Linked DNA regions of Mus musculus: region 2 is linked to region 1. A link is a contact called in public HiChIP or PLAC-seq data. All regions are on one chromosome and are shown on one strand. The core of a region is the stretch at or near the end of the contact, and the rest is flanking DNA. Distances in the headings are between cores, read along the strand shown. Region 1 overlaps Gucy1a1 (guanylate cyclase 1, soluble, alpha 1). Region 2 has its middle 23 kb from the start of Map9.

Region 1 (5,011 bases), core at 149-2,648:
GCAGTAGAGATAACTGCAGGTTCTTAGACTAGACGAAGGGAAACATGAGTAAAGTGTGTGGGAAGGGCACTGTGAGCTTGGGTGAGAAGGGAGGAGATATCCTTTCGGAAGGGAAGAGAATGAGCTGTACAATGACAACATTGGGAGTGTGTATATCGAGACGTCCTGGTCCAAAGGAAGTGACGACATGGATCCCTGCATTAGAGAAGGCCTGACATTAAGAACTGACATCTTCTGTGTGAGTCCAGACTAAGCGTGGTTCTCTGTGACACTTATGGCCAAGAGCAGGGCCCTCTGACTCCCTACACCACCAACAAAAAATAGTCTGAGCTCATTGATTCTTCCCTGGGTTGAAAAACACTTCAGAAAGAAGTCTCCGTTCCCAACATAGCAAATCCATGGCACTAACCACTAAGTACAAGTTTGCATCCCTTTAAAACATCTTTTTTTTTCTTTTTCTTTTTCTTTTCTTTTTATTTATTTATTTATTATTTTTTTTAATTTTGTGACAGGGTTTCAGGTTTTCTCTGTATAACCCTGGCTGTCCTGGAACTCACTTTGTAGACCATGCTGGCCTCAAACTCAGAAATCTGCCTGCCTCTGCCTCCCAAGTGCTGGGATTAAAGGCGTGTGCCACCACTGCCCGGCTCCTTTTAAGACATCTTAAGGAAATGCTACAAATATTTCTTTTTCTTTCCAGTGTGAGCGACTGAACCTTGCACTTCAGAGAACCTTGGCAAAGCATAAAATAGAAGAAAACAGGTAAGCTAAGTTACCTTAGTTGTATGAACCCGCATCCCACAAATATTGTGTAAAAATAATCAAACCTTATTGAATACATTAATACTTACCAGATTGTTGTTATAGATCAAAAACTGAATAAGTGTTAGCAACTGCAAACTTGAGAACAAATGTACTTTTTCAGGTTTCAGAAGAGAAGGAAAATAGGATTGTGTTTTTGCTTTGTTTTAAATCTTGTTTGTATAGTTGGCTTTTAAAATAAAGCTGGCCACATGCTTCTGGCAGAAAAATTGACTATTCCTGTTCTAAGTATTCAATTTGTGAATAATAAATACTGAGTCCACATTTACAAAGTACAACATAGAGTTTTGCACACCAACACCTTGGTTGGTACACTCTACAAACACTTTCATGTGCATCTCTTCCCTATCATAGTGTAGTCCACCCTATGGATAATCTGGGCTGAATTTTCCTGCTGAGTAAATGCTATTAGACTTTATGCAGGCAGCTCAACTGAGCCAAGAAAGGGTCATGAACGGCCCAGAAGAGTGTGAATCTGTGTCTGACAGAAGCTTTCTTTACTGGACAGAGCTGACAAGCATCCCAGGCGCCTCTGCCCCTAATTCCCAGGCAGGCTGATAAGATAGCTTCAAGTCATTCTTATGGTGCTACTGGAGCTGTTGGCTCAAGTCCTTGGCAGCCAGTGCACTTGAGATTTATTCTCAGGCCTTTGTGCTCTGAAACATCCCTGCTGCTGGATGGAAATCTGTTTTCTGTGGTGCATCCTGTAAAAGAGCCCTCAAAAGTAAAATCCACAACAATTATTTCCTTTGGAAATCTTAAGGAATACAGAGGCTGACATTGGTCCATGATGCTGACTGTTGACCAGTAGGCTTTTCCTCCTGCCTGCTCCTGTGTGAGGTGGCTCTGCCTCAGTCTTACGTACCTTCTGAGTACTTTTCTTGCTCATTTGCATGTTGATGCCTCACTTTACTGTTTGTGCTATCCTTGGTCTGCCAGCAGATGAACACATCTTAATCCTGTTTCCTGCAGTTTATTTCTGGGACTTGTAATCAAACAAAACACAAATAATGGGTTAAGCAGTGGGATGAGAGCCCAGTTCTTATCTGAAGAGTCACTGTGACCTCGCCTGCTGCTGGGGGAAGTGTTGCGGGAACTCTCTCTCCCTGTCTCTCTCCCCCAACATGTGGACAAAATCATAATTGTGTGTGTGTGTGTGTGTGTGTGTGTGTGTGTAGAGGTGGGGGGGTCTTGCTGGCCACTCACAAGACTTTCTGTATGCTGTGTTTGCTAAAGCAAGGAGTATTTAGTTTACACTCACTTCATTGTGTGCTTTTCAGAATAACAAAGCTCCATTCTGCACTCATCTGACAGTATGAATGTCAGAAAATGGCAGTATTAGAGTGAGGAGCCCTGCTCTCATTCTTTAGAAAAATAAATCTGCTGAAATGATTTTTAAAGGGAAGGAAAAATAAGAGTCTGGTACTGTGATGAATTATCCAAAAAAGGATTGTGACTCTCCATATCCAAATTGAGTATATAGCTATAATATGATACCCAGCCCACTTGGATAAAATATTCCTACTTAGTACTTTATATACTTATAAGCATCATATTTCTATGCAACAAAGTTTTTTTCTGGCCAATTTTCCTTCTTAAAACAGTCTCCTTTTAAAAATTCTCAAATTATACTGTGTTTTATTAAAATGCTATTTAAAACAGAAGAAGTATACCTGCATTTAAACTTGGCTCAGCTAATGGCAAGTTGAACCTTGCAATTAAATACCCTTTTATACCCTTAAAGTGCTAGAATAACTTGGCAAATTTCAACAGAATCAGTCACTATAATGATAAGGTTTTAAAAGCCATGTAGGCAGACATGAATGACAAAGCCATGCAGTTGATGTATGAAGACACTGACTTTCAGATTGTATCTTATATGGTATGTCAAGATTTGCTTCTGGAAAAGAATTCTCACCTATCATTATATGTTGTATATGATCCAAATTTTCAACACTCATTAATCTGTCTTTTAATTTAAGACCTTTAATTATTCCCAGGAAATCTTCAGAAAAAGAAGACCTTGAAAAAATAATCGCAGAAGAAGCAATTGCAGCAGGTAATAAATAAAACTGTGAGAACAGGGAATTAGGAAGCACACCACATCCCTGAATAACTAATATTTCTCTCAACATGTTTGCATTTGTTTGTTAGTGACTCCCAGCCTGAAGTCCTTGAACTCTGTGTGTGTTAATGCAGAGTAACCCCTTCTATACTACACGTGGCCTCAAGCATTCCTCCTTTCCTGCTGTTAATTTGCTGAGAGTTAGATAAACCTGGGTGCGAAGCTGATTCCCAGACTTTCACAGTCACAGACTTTGGTTTCAAACCAAACTATGTCTTTCTCATTTGTCCATGAAAAATTCTGCTCAATAAGGCAAATTGAGGAGTGTTTTCAAAGGCTGGAGGCAATCACGGGAATATAGTCTGGCAGAGTTCTCACGTTAATAATTAGCCTCAGGGGAAAGAGATAGAGACTGCTGTTGAGCCTTTTACAGAGTATGGGCATGAAAACTGAGAAATTTTAGGCTAGGAAAAGTAGTACTTCTAAGAAATATAGCGGTAACAATGGCTACTTTATATTAAACCATTCTTGGAAGACACTCTTCTAAACAAAACTCCCACACATCACAATATTCCTCAAAGAGAGTAGCACTGTTTCCCACTTTACAAAGGGGAAAAAATGTTTGAAACATCTCTGCAACAGGAGCAGACCATAACAGAAAACCACAACCAATCCAAGTATGGAGTTGTGGAGTGCAGTCTCAATGGTCACATTGTAGAAGAGGGGATAGAAAGACCTGAAAAGTCAAAGGACCAGGGAGTTGACTGTAAGATTTTATCTCCTAGTAATATAAAAAGCTGTGCCCATAATGTCTCACCAACAGGACTGTCCAAACATGAGCTGATCAAGGACCACACCTATGGGCAGGCCAAACTGGAGAAAAGCCCACAAGGTTCAAGTCTAAACAAAGAACTATAAGCAACTACGAAATCCTCAGTGTAGTAGGAATAGTCTTCCTAGGAGAAGAACGCACCAATATGTCGCCCAGTACCAAATGGCCTGCCCTGAAAACATGCATACAAATAACATAGTACAAACTGAGCAGGGTTTTTTTTTTTGGAGATATATGTGAATATACAGATGTGTATATGTATGTAACAACAATTAATGAAAAAGAGGGGTCATAAGTTTGAAAGAGATCAAGGAGGCGTGTATGGGTAGATCTCAAAGAAGGTAAGGGATAGAATGCAATTATATTATTATCACAAAAGAAATGATAAAAAATATAGTACCCAGAATATGGAGACAAGCAGGAACCTTAGGAAGAAGATGCTGAAGGTGAATGATATAATTCATGGAAATCTTCACTCAGGGTACATCAAATAACCAAAAAACCAAACCAAACCAAACCAAACCAAACAAACAAAAAACAAACAAACAAAAAAACTATCATGGAATCATCTCCAAATGTAATTGAGTTTCATGTTTTAAATTCATTTCAGTTGTGACTCTTACACTGAGGCGTATACTCTGACCTTTCTGGGTAGAGTACACTTTAAGCAGAAACACATTGTGTGGTTAAGAGAAAGACAGATAGGCTTCCTCTGAGATGGACTTAACCTTGGAACTCTAGTTGTACTTGTGAGAGATTAAAAAGTCACACATTCCACTTAACTACGCATTCTCTGTTCAACATAAACCATTTGTGGACTGGTGCTCAGAGTCACAAGAGTTCTAAAAGGAGACTTTTGTTGATAATCTGAGTGTGAGCATTAGATTTGAGTTAGAACTCTGAAAACAGTAAAGGAAGTTAGTCTTAATCAAGGGCAGTTGCATGTGGAAGCACCAGCCACCCTCTTCTGAGCTGACCCACTTGATGGCCGACTGTGCTGTGTGCTTGCAGGTGCCCCAGTGGAGGCGCTCAAAGACTCTCTGGGCGAGGAGCTGTTCAAGATCTGCTATGAGGAAGATGAGCACATTTTGGGCGTGGTTGGCGGCACCCTGAAGGACTTTCTAAATAGCTTCAGCACGCTCCTCAAGCAGAGCAGCCACTGCCAAGAGGCGGAGAGGCGGGGACGACTGGAAGATGCCTCCATCTTATGCCTGGACAAGGACCAGGACTTTCTAAATGTTTACTACTTCTTCCCGAAGAGAACCACAGCCCTGCTTCTCCCTGGTATCATT
Region 2 (5,072 bases), core at 2,445-4,944, 220 kb before region 1:
CTCTGACACTCCTTCTGCATGTCTATCTCTTTACTCAGCAGTGTTTAAAATATCTATTACAGTAACACCCTGTATTTTGTAATTGATGCTTTTTGTTTGTTTTTATTTCTGTCTTCACAAAACTATGTAACAACAGAGTTACTCCTTTCTTCTATGTTTTACCAGATTTTTCTGCTCTGTGGACACACAACAGGTAATTTTAGAAGGAATGAGTAAGCAAGAAGGCTTCGGGTATTAAGGAATGATTTGAAAAAAACACAATACTATCAGGATTGTGTGGTCATGCCGCCTTTCTTGTTTTGCTTTTATAATATATATAATTTTCCCCCAAAGTAGCAGCCAAGAATGAAACAAAGCAAAGTTAAGCAAAAGCAAGCAAACAAATAACTTTCAAAGTATTTGCAAATATCAGGCATTTATCTATTTTTATATTATAAAACAAACAAGAACAAAAACCAGCTGGAGAGAGAGAGAGAGAGAGAGAGAGAGAGAGAGAGAGAGAGAGAGAGAGAGAGAGAAGAGAGAAAGAGAGGAAGGAGAAGGAGAAGGAGAAGGAGAAGGAGAAGGAGAAGAAGAAGAAGAAGAAGAAGAAGAAGAAGAAGAAGAAGAAGAAGAAGAAGAAGAAAAGAAAGAAAGAAAGAAAAGAAAGAGAGAGAGAGAGAAAGAAAGAAAGAAAGAAAGAAAGAAAGAAAGAAAGAAAGAAAGAAAGAAAGAAAGAAAGAAAGAAAGAAAGAAAGAAAGAAAGAAAGAAAAGAGGCTTGGTCTAACTTTAGGCTAATGAGGGCCATCTTTGTCACCTATCCATACAGATGGCCAAAATGCCTCCTGATGAAGCTGATATCTCCAGAGGTAGATGGATTGTGCTTCATAGGGGTGAGAGGACCACTGTATCTGCAAGGGAAGCTGGGAAATGTAATCCTTTGGCAGGAAACCATCATCTATTATAAAGGATGTCATTTAACCCAACTTGTTTGACTTACATCAGTATTGCTGAGCAAGCCAAGCCCTAACTTCATATTTGAGCAATATTGTAATTCAAAACAAGCTTTAAAGTCACCTCCTCCATGCAGGCTTACTTGTGTAGTTATTAGAAGTTGGGTACCCTGAAACATAAAACATAAAATCAGGAGTCTCAAAGTTAAAAAATTAACAGTGCAAGTTCAAGATGGATGGGGTCCCAGTGCTTGGAGGGGAAGTAGACACAGGGCCCAGCCCAACAAAGGAACCATCTGCAGTTGATATTACTGACAAAGCAAAAGTTTGTTTCCCCCAATAGAATCTCCTTAGATATAATAACTACACTTCAGAGTAGGCCTTATCCACAGGAGTTGTTGGCCAGCAAATAACAAACTCAATGATATCATTGTAGACTTTTTGCTTCATTTTGTTTTGTTTGGGCATTTTTTGTTTTTGTTTTATTGGTCTTTTGCTTGTACGTTTCTGGTGTGTGTGTGTGTGTGTTTTGTTTTTTTGTTGTCGTTGTTGTTGACTTTGTTTTTGTTTGTTCATAGGGTTGAGTGGGCAAGGAGGATCCGACAGGAGTTCGGGGAGAGGCAAATCATGATCAGAATAGAGTATAAAAAAGAATCTCAGATAAAATTTGAAAAGTCAGCCAGATGTAGTGGTCATTGTTTTGATCCCAGAATTTCAGAGGTAGAACACGGGGACCTCTCTGAGTTTGAGGTTTACATAGTAAGTTCCAGGGCAGCCAGGACTACATAGAGAAACCCTGTCTCAAAACAGACAAACAATTTAAAAGCCAAGAAAAGATAAAAAAAATAATAAAAACAATAACAGAAAGTTAATCGTGGGGAAAACTAGTCTTCAGCACATAAGAAGAACTTAAGCCAATGCAAATGCTCTGAGCTGTCTTCTCACTTTTTCTGGGGGATCTCATTGGTGGCTTGACTGACAGCAGGAAGTGGAGCTGCACAGCTGTTCATCACTGTGGGGAGGAAGATGCAGATGGTGGGAATAGGCTTACCTCACCATTTAATGTATAGCCAGGACTCTGTTCTCTCAAATCTTGGGGTTAAACTTCTCCAAATCAAATGAGCTAAGTACAAGGCTAGGTTTGGGGTGAAGAATAAATGTGTTTTCTAGATGCTATGAATAAGACACTGATTGTCTCATAAAGCATCATTATGTTTTTTTTAAAAAGAAGTACTATTCATTTCCTTTGCATGGAGAAAGATTCTGAGAGATTTTCCAATTCAATAAAAATTTTGTTAGCCAACGTAAATTTCATAAAAATCACCTTAGAAAAGTCTAAAGATCTGCCTCAGCTTACTGGTAAATATATGAATTTATTCTATACAACATTCTCCTCTGTGTCCCTCTCCATCTCAGTCTCCCTCTCCATTTCCCTCTCCATCTCTCCCCTTCTCTCTATAATTTGCCTATGAAAGTGTGGCTGATTAGTGGTAGGAAGAGTGTCTATCTACAGGTATATGTAGATTGAACATTGTTACAAGCAAATGGCTCTAATGTAAGGTTTAACTGTTTTCTGATTGGGCTAAACTGTTTAATCAGATAGTAAAGCCTTCCAGAAAAGGCCAGGGATGGGACACTATGTGATAATTAGACAGTATCAAGTATTCTGGTCTGTTCTTCCAGAGCAGGTGACTTAATAATAACTTCAAAAACATAGACAGAAGGATTTTGAATGTCTTGATATAAAGATCCAATTGAAGTTTCATTGCACTTAAACATGACAAAATGAAGAGATGTGTCAAAATGCCCCGTGGGACTCAACAAATATCTAGAATTTCTTTTCTTGTATGTTAAATAATTGCATGCAAGGAAATGTATTTGACCTGAAGCCCATATGAAGAAAGTGTGAATTATTGTATGTTTTTATACAGTGTTTATAGTTTGCACAGTTTTTATACTTATATTCACGTTTAGTAACTGTCTTTCTGGAATCTTCTCTTGACTCAATCCTGTAGGCACAATCACACCTTTCCCCGCAGTGAGGCCCCACTGCACTCTTCCTTGTAAAGCACCCATCTCTCTCCTGGATCATCCGGTTCTGAAGAGAGGAGCAGTGAGGAGGTGCTGACCTGGCACAGGGACGCTGGGTGAGTAGGCTGGGTAGCTTGCTGTGGGGCTGGACGGCTGTGGTCCAGCACTGTGCCTGATAGAAAGAAACTAGTGATACTGGAGCCTTACAGTTCAGACTGGATACTTTATACTCTAAGTTCTCCCTCTTTCACCAGCTCTGCCTTTGTTTGCCTTTTCATGTCCCATCTTCCTCCTACTTTCATTTCTTCCAATATATCTCCAACATTCATATGGAGACAATGTACCTCCAGAAGCTGACGTACTCAAATGTAAGCAATACTGCTGTATGTATTTTCTGTCATCCAAAATTTAAATGCAGTCTGAATTCTAACAGGAAGAGGTTTCTTAATGTCTCAAAAAGCTTCAGGAATTCCTATAAGCTCTCTCGCGACTCTAAAACATAAACAAAACCAAAACAAAATAACAACAGAAACACTTGAAAACATTTCCCTGGCCAATTGTTGAGCACACAACGTTTTTTTTTATTTCAACAGCGTGAACTTGTGCAACGGCAGCAGATAACCTCCAGGGGGCAGTATAACGCAATGCTGCAGCGACTGCGCCTGAGGAACAGTCGGTCATTAGTTCCTAGTTTTCTCTTTGTCTAATGAACCATTTCTAGGGGAAAGGTCTCTAAAGGAAAACAGAATTTGTCCTTTGACCATCTTTTTATTTTTGTCTCACTGCCGTGTACTAACGAAAAGAGCACATGCTACTTAAGTTTAGGATATCACGTTTAGGACTGAGAACGTAAGATTCCTGATTCAACAGAATTTCATTGCCTGCCTGCTTAGACGGACACCCACTCCCCCACCCCCACCCCCACCCCCAGCTCTGGAGAGGAAGGAAGAAGCACGGGACCCTGACATTTGCTCAGAGAATGGCAGACTTTGTCCTCTGAAATTCTAGTTTAGAGGTTTGCATAACTCAAAAAGGTCCTTTAATGTAGGATCATTTTCAGTGAGGACATCATGAGCCCACCAAGGACCAGAAACTAGGATCCCGACTCAAGAGCAGAGCCTGGGCTATGCTCACAGCAGACAACGCAGAGAACTCTGTCCCCTTTACTACACTCCAGACACTCAAGCCCAGGTGGCATTGCTGGGCTGCCATTACGTAGTCATTGTGATCACACAAGTTTGTTTGAAACTGTTGTTTTAAGAGGTTTTAGAAAAGTGCATTTAAACAATATCTTTTGATCTTATTACCCACCACCTCCTTTCAACTTTTACCAAACTGTTTTCTCTTTCTTTGTTCCCTCCCAACTTTATTTTTTTCTTCTTCATTATTATTATTATTATTTATTACTGAGAGTTATTGAATATTTCTAGTATAATATATAAAGATATTAAATGCAAATGAGTTTGAAAACCGGTATATTTGCATATCTGTTTATTAAAGATACTTTCTATGATATGTTCTGGTACAGATAAAATAAGCTTTTGTGTATTTAAAAGGAAAGATTTAAAGTATGACAGACTCTGAAGTTAGAGGAAGTGAGATGTGGAGAAGCAATGTCCTCTGAGCAATGCCTTCACTTGCTACATTCTGAGAAAGGTTGGAAAACCCACCGGTGTATAACATGTATAAAGCAAACCCGGCCAGGCTGCTGTCGTTCCCACTCTGTGTCTCAAGCTGCTATCTCTCTAGGCTTTTCCAGCTGTGCATCTCCTGTGCACTGAATAGAAGACCTAAGAAATACTTGGTTCTTCATATTAGCATAAACTAATTAATGCAAACCAAACAGATTTATCATGAAACTAATGAAGCGTAGGCTCCAGGGCCATCCCTTTCCAGGCTTTATGAGTTCTTAAGGGTTTTAAGGTCTTTGAGGAGGCAAAATATTACCAGCTAGTGCTTCTCATGTAAGGAGTCTTGGTAACTGCCTTAGGAGTTCTCAGGAAAAAGGGATTTTCTTTCTAAGGCATCTATAATTATTTAATTTATTTATTCATTTATTTATTTATTTATTTACTTACTTACTTAATTTACATCCCACTCACTGCTCC

Evidence for each region. HiChIP or PLAC-seq counts read pairs in DNA pulled down with a chosen protein or histone mark.
Region 2: a contact with region 1 is called in an H3K27ac HiChIP or PLAC-seq map of heart atrium, with 7 times the contacts expected there. The contact joins two enhancer-like sites. A contact is called at or near these places in 3 of 484 Hi-C or Micro-C datasets (the HL-1 cell line, cortical neurons and uterus), 5 of 115 datasets of contacts at active chromatin or transcription factors (cardiomyocytes, craniofacial prominence, embryonic forebrain and 2 more) and 3 of 9 other capture datasets (adipose tissue, liver and pancreatic islet).

The regions. Positions count from the first base shown.
Region 1 is chr3:82,109,023-82,114,033 of GRCm38.p6, reverse strand. It overlaps Gucy1a1 (guanylate cyclase 1, soluble, alpha 1), which reads left to right. Exons shown (of 9, transcript NM_021896.6): 3 at 701-762; 4 at 2,823-2,881; 5 at 4,731-5,011. Among named protein-coding and RNA genes, the nearest start is that of Mir7010, 5.2 kb to the right of the region's middle. Within about 2 kb of position 1,398, at least 24 of the 459 cell types and tissues checked have an H3K27ac peak or open chromatin away from gene starts, as enhancers often do. A contact at or near this core is called in heart atrium, where this site is marked.
Region 2 is chr3:82,332,358-82,337,429 of GRCm38.p6, reverse strand. No RefSeq gene overlaps it. Among named protein-coding and RNA genes, the nearest start is that of Map9, 23 kb to the left of the region's middle. Within about 2 kb of position 3,694, at least 38 of the 459 cell types and tissues checked have an H3K27ac peak or open chromatin away from gene starts, as enhancers often do. A contact at or near this core is called in heart atrium, where this site is marked.